2 separate regions of the Mus musculus genome follow, and region 2 is linked to region 1. The links are chromatin contacts, called in public capture Hi-C maps. All regions are on one chromosome and are shown on one strand. Each heading gives the region's core, a stretch centred on a gene start, on an enhancer-like site or on the middle of the called end of the contact. The rest is flanking DNA. Distances are from core to core; before and after follow the strand shown. Region 1 has its middle 39 kb from the start of Tmem38b. Region 2 has its middle 4.7 kb from the start of Gm22150.

Region 1 (2,811 bases), core at 182-2,681:
GGTATCATAGCTCTCTCCATAGGTGATGGGGATCTGAACATGGGTTCTCACTGCAAACACTATACCTACCACTCTACCCTCACCTCAGAAATTGAGTTTAAACAAACACCAATGGCTGTGAACTCCTGACCAGAACGTGAATATTACAAGGACTCCAGGGAATTAATATCCAGTCAATTCCTTCTCCCAAGGGACATAATATAAAAGGAATCTTAGCTCATGTAGCTATCTTAGAAACTTAACGTATTTTTAGACGCTTGTAACTTGTGTTTATCCAAAGCTCATAGTCTACTTAAGTTCCACCATTCAGTCACCCTGCTGATGAACATCAGGCTGTTTCTAACTTGGGGTGTTTCAAATAAACAATTATGAACACTTTTGTGCAGCTTTTGTTAATTATGTTCTTTTTGACAAATGGTAGAAGATATGGTGGATCATGCTTGATTTTATAAAAACAAAGCAACTTGTGTGTTTTCTTCCTCCCAAAGTGATTGTACCATTTAATGCTCCAGGACAGTGTCTTGAATGTTCTAGTTGATCTGTGTCCTTAGCCAGAGTCTCAGTATTGTCAACGTTTTAATTTTGCCCATTTCTAGGGGATGCTTTTTGGGGCCTGAGGCTTTCGTTACTCCGGCTAATGATTCTGAACACTTAGTGTCTGTTGACCATCTGACTGCCTTCCTCTGAATTATCTGCGCCCATGTGGAACCATGTTACCAGATAGACGTGAGAACTGGACAGGTTGAGTGAGCTCAGACCCCGGGAATCTGAGACCGGTAGGAGTGGAGCCGCTTCCTGCCTGTCTGTGCACCTTCTCCGGAACCATGACACCCCACTGCGGACTGGGATAGCTCCACGCCTTCAGCCAATGAGCTTCCCTTACTGGGTATTAATCCCTGGTTCACCCTGAATAAAGTGTGTTGTGTCTGGCCAGCCGACTACATGTTTGGGTTCTAGGCTGGAAAGGCATTTTGGAAACCTGGAAGAGAAGAAGGGCTAGGTGGGCAAGAAAATGATGCAGCTAAAACAGGCATTCTGATCAAAGCTCAACTTTTTATTTCCGACACTCATTTATGAAGAATGGGGAGGGACCGGATTCCCGCCAAATAATCTTGGAGTCCAGTTGCAGGGTGACCACGTGTATGGCTCAGTGGGCGTGGCAGAACGATTGAGCGGGAAGCTCCACCCCTGAGCAAGCAGGTTTCAGGCTGGGGGAGGGGAGACTACAAAAATGTATCCGTGTACATCCACCATCAAATAAATCAGTCTGAACAAGTAAGGACCGTCTCAGGGAACTGCCCCCTTAATGGATCTCTCCGGGGAAGTTCCTTGACTAAAGAGCTGGACCTGACTCCTGAGGAAGGCTTTCTTCCCTCCAGCCCCTCCAGGATTCTTGGCCACTGAGTCAGAGTGTGTCTGCTTCTCCCAGGCTCTGCCTCCGCTCTCCACCTGGAGGGTGGACGATCTAAGGGGAGGCATGGATTCTGGTTTCTGTCACTCAGCAATGTGCCGTGGCGCCTGGGCACCCACGGTGGAGAGGCAGAATGCGTATGGCACTAACATATTTTAATATATTTTCATGAACAATTTTTTTTGTGGGGGTGGTATCTCAAGGCGGGGTTTCTATATGTAGTCCCGGCTGTCCTGGAACTCTTTTTGTGGACCAGTTAGCCTCGAACTCACAGAGATCTTCCTGCTTCTGCCTCCCAAGTGCTGGGATTAAAGACGTGCATCCAGCTCCAGACTTCAAATTTTTAAAGACATTTAATTTTTACACATTTTCTTTTTATTGTTATTGCTCCTTTTTGATTCATGCTAAGAAGACACATGCCAGTCTGAGGAACCCCAAATAACAGTCTCTAGAACAGCTGTTCACCCGGGAGTGGCAACCCCCCTGGGGGCTGCATATCACATATCCTCCATATCAGCTATTTACATATAGTTCATAACAGTAGCACAATTACCATTATGAAGTAGCAACAAAATAATTTTATGGTTCGAGTTCACCACAACGCGAGGAACTGCTTTATTACTCAGGAAGTCACTCATGCCTTCCTGATGGCTCTGCAGACCTATGTAAGTGGCCACCTTTCCCGTGCTTGTGCTGTAGGCTTGTATCACAGGACAAGCTCAATGGCTTGGTCCTCTTTTAGAAGTCTCTCCTACCTACTTGTGGGGGTTTCTCCCACTTTTTCCTAGTTTCTCACTTTTCAAGTTCAAGTTCTCAGGTTTTTGTTTGTTTGTTTGGTTGGTTGGTTGGTTGGTTTTTTGTTGTTTTTTTTTTTTTTTTTTTTTTTTTTTGAGACAGGGTTTCTCTCTTCCTGGCTGCCCTGGAACTCACTCTGTAGACCAGGCTGGCCTCGAACTCAGAAATTCGCCTTCCTCTGCCTCCCAAGTGCTGGGATTAAAGGCGTACGCTACCATGTCCGGCTAAGTTCTCAGTTTTTAAAGAAATCTTAAAAAGCTTGCCTATACTTTTTGTATACCCAGTGAGAGTCCACATCTTCAATTTTCATTAATATGAGATAGTGACCTTGGAGCGACTCCCTCAGCTTGACCTTAGGTCCCAGTGGGATGTCTGGCATCTCAGGACCTTGAGTTATGCATAATTGGGCTGTGAACTTTGTAATTTATAGCATACTTTGAAAAGGTGGACAGGTTTTAGAAACAGGATTTTATAGTGAAAGGTTAATTTAACCAACAGTTGAAATCTTGTATGTAAGGTCATATACACATGTGTCCTGGGCACATCTATGGCAACAGATACTTGAATTTCACAAGAGGGGTGGGAGCTTGAGAAGTTAGTGTTCC
Region 2 (2,811 bases), core at 83-2,582, 1.6 Mb after region 1:
GAGGAGGAAGAGGAGGAGGAGGAGGAGGAATAATCCTGGCTCTCAGTCAGCTAGGGGTGAGGAATGAGAGACTCTGTATTGCCCAGAGCTTCCAGAACAGTCATTCTCAACTGTCCTAAAGCTGCGACCCTTTAATCCAGTTCCTCCTGTGTGACCCCAAACATAAAATTATTTTTGTTGCTACTTCATAACTGTAATTTTGCTACTGCTATAATTGTAATGTAAGTATCCGTGTTTTCAGATGGTCTTAGGAGACCCCTGTGAAAGGATCATTTGACCCCCAAATGGTGGTTGAGAACCATTTAGATGCTAATTCATCCAACATAAAAAAAAAAACAGTCTGACGCTGGGGAGATAGCTCGGCTAAGAAAGGACTTTACCAAACATCATGAAGACACACTTTCATCTCTAAAACCCAGAGTATAAAAATGCAGAGTGCAGCCAGGCGGTGGTGGCGCATGCCTTTAGTCCCAGCACTCGGGAGGCAGAGGCAGGCAGATTTCTGAGTTCAAGGCCAGCCTGGTCTACAAAGTGAGTTCCAGGACAGCCAGGGCTATACAGAGAAACCCTGTCTCGAAACAAACAAACAAAAATGCAGAGAGCATTGGTGCTTCCCCAGTGCTGGGGAAGTGGAGACAGATGTCCTAGAGCTCTCTGGCCAGTTTGCTTAGCTAAACTGACAATTTCTGATAAAAGTGAGAGAGCCTGTCTAAAAACAAAAAACAAACAAACAAAAAAAGAAACAACAAAAACCCAAGATGGCTGGTTTCTGAGGAATGACACCCAACATTGAAGAACAAGGACATACACAGCACAACCTTGCAAAAACTCAAGAGGGCATCGGTAAAGTGGCCCAAAGGTATTCCCCAAGCATAGTCTAAACAACCACTGTCCTTTAGCTAGTGCATTGCTTAACAAAGTAGCCTCGTAATTCAGGGGTCTTTCCCTTGCTAGGCGATAATGGAACTAAACCCTCAAGGCAGTTCTCCATTACCCATGAATTCAGCTTTAAGCCAAGTTCCTTGCTCCTTCTAGGGTGCTACCTATTGGCTATGCTAAGGGACCATCAGCAAGGGCAGGGTTGCCAGCTTTCTTCTTATCTCAAGAGCTGGCTTTCACCTGTGACTTCCAGCAAATTCTCCTGTCTTCTCTGCCAGTAAACCATTGTTGTTGACCAACCGCCGCCTGCCTGTACCTTCTAAAGACCTTTTCCGTCCCCCCCCTCAGCCCCCAGGGCAATTCTTTTTACAATCTCTCCCAGGCCCTGCAGGCAAGCTTCTGGTCCACCCGGTGGATCTCAGCCTCGGTGGGAGGGAGAGGGGAAATGAAGATAAGCCCCACTGAGCACTTGATTCTTAGTTCACTTTCTCAGCTTGTTCCCTATTCTTCCGTACCCTTTAAAGTCCTCCCAGCTTTTGAATACTAATCACATTCACTAGTCCAAAGTCCTTTGTCATTTTACGCGCTCCCTAGAATAGTCAATTGCATAAAAACAAGGAAGATAATGATCCCTCAGGATCTGAGGGGGAAAGAAAACAGAAGCTAGTGCTTTGACGGGGCACAGTTCAGTTTGAGAAGCCTGTACTCAGGAGGTAGATGGTGCAGACAGTTGTGTAGTTGAGGTCACTAGCTATGAACTTTGAAAATGGTTAGAACAGAACTAGAGGTGCAAGTAGAATGTTTGCCTAGTGTGCTCGGAGCCCTAGGTTCAACCTCCAAAACCGCATAAACAGGGCTTGGGGGTACTAGCCTATAATCTCAGTCTTTCGGAGGTGAAATGAGAAACATTTGGAGTTCAAGGTCCTCCTTGGTTAACTCTGCAAGTTTGAAGTCAGTCTGGAATACATAAACCCTGTCTTTAAAGAAAAAAAAAAAAGCTAGGGTGATAAATTTTAGTAGATTTTACCAAAAATTTCAAAATCCTCTTTATGTTACAAGTTCAAGTGCAGGTATGTCTTCCATCTGCGGACTAGAGCCAGGCTGCTGCACTCAGACTCTGTGACAGCATGCCCTGTGGTGACTCTGTCAGTGAGCCACAAAGCCTTGTTCTTCAGTGCATGTGTGGCTCCCACACTTTCTGTTCAAGATCTCCCACCCTGGCTTTCTCTCAGAGTATGGCCTTCATGCTAAGTCAGGTATTCAAGGCTCTGAACCATCAGAGGTAAGGTAGCTTTCCACTATCAGAGGACAGGTGGCCTTCAAACTGTAGTGGTTTGTTTTTGTTGTTTTGTTTTGTTTTTTGCTCCACTTGTTTTTTTTTGTTTGTTGTTGGTTTTTTTTTTGTTTTGTTTTGTTTTGTTTTTTTCGAGGCAGGGTTTCTCTGTGTAGCCCTGGCTATCCTGGAACTTACTTTGTAGACCAGTCTGGCCTCGAACTCAGAAATCTGCCTGCCTCTGCCTCCCAAATGCTGGGATTAAAGACTTGCGCCACCACGCCCGACTTGTTTTTTGTTTCTTAGCTAGAAGGAACCACCTCCTCTCCACTATGTTCACCAAGACCTTTGCTTTGCTCTCCGGGTATTTGCTCAGCCAGTTAGTTCCCCTTCTCCAGCTAGAATCTGCCCTTCCACTTTCCCCATCCCCACTTTACCACAGTTTTAAAGCTCAGACATCCTCCAAGACTCGGGGCTGCCAGCTCCCAGCAGGACACACTCACCCCTTATGAGGCTTTAGATGCAACTCCATGTTACTCCTTCACATCCTGTGATCGCATCATTCACAGGACTCCAGCTCTTGATAATGGAGAAGCTTCTGGAGATCGGATCCACGCTGACAAAGTCACTGGGTTCCTCTAAAGCATTCAGCAGAGATC

The links. Capture Hi-C pulls out chosen DNA fragments and counts their contacts.
Region 2: a contact with region 1 is called in a capture Hi-C map of embryonic stem cells, with 2.7 times the contacts expected there. The contact joins two enhancer-like sites. A contact is called at or near these places in 1 of 484 Hi-C or Micro-C datasets (olfactory sensory neurons), 1 of 115 datasets of contacts at active chromatin or transcription factors (embryonic stem cells) and 1 of 9 other capture datasets (embryonic stem cells).

The regions. Positions count from the first base shown.
Region 1 is chr4:53,863,425-53,866,235 of GRCm38.p6, forward strand. No RefSeq gene overlaps it. Among named protein-coding and RNA genes, the nearest start is that of Tmem38b, 39 kb to the left of the region's middle. Within about 2 kb of position 1,432, at least 13 of the 459 cell types and tissues checked have an H3K27ac peak or open chromatin away from gene starts, as enhancers often do. A contact at or near this core is called in embryonic stem cells, where this site is marked.
Region 2 is chr4:55,463,044-55,465,854 of GRCm38.p6, forward strand. No RefSeq gene overlaps it. Among named protein-coding and RNA genes, the nearest start is that of Gm22150, 4.7 kb to the right of the region's middle. Within about 2 kb of position 1,333, at least 16 of the 459 cell types and tissues checked have an H3K27ac peak or open chromatin away from gene starts, as enhancers often do. A contact at or near this core is called in embryonic stem cells, where this site is marked.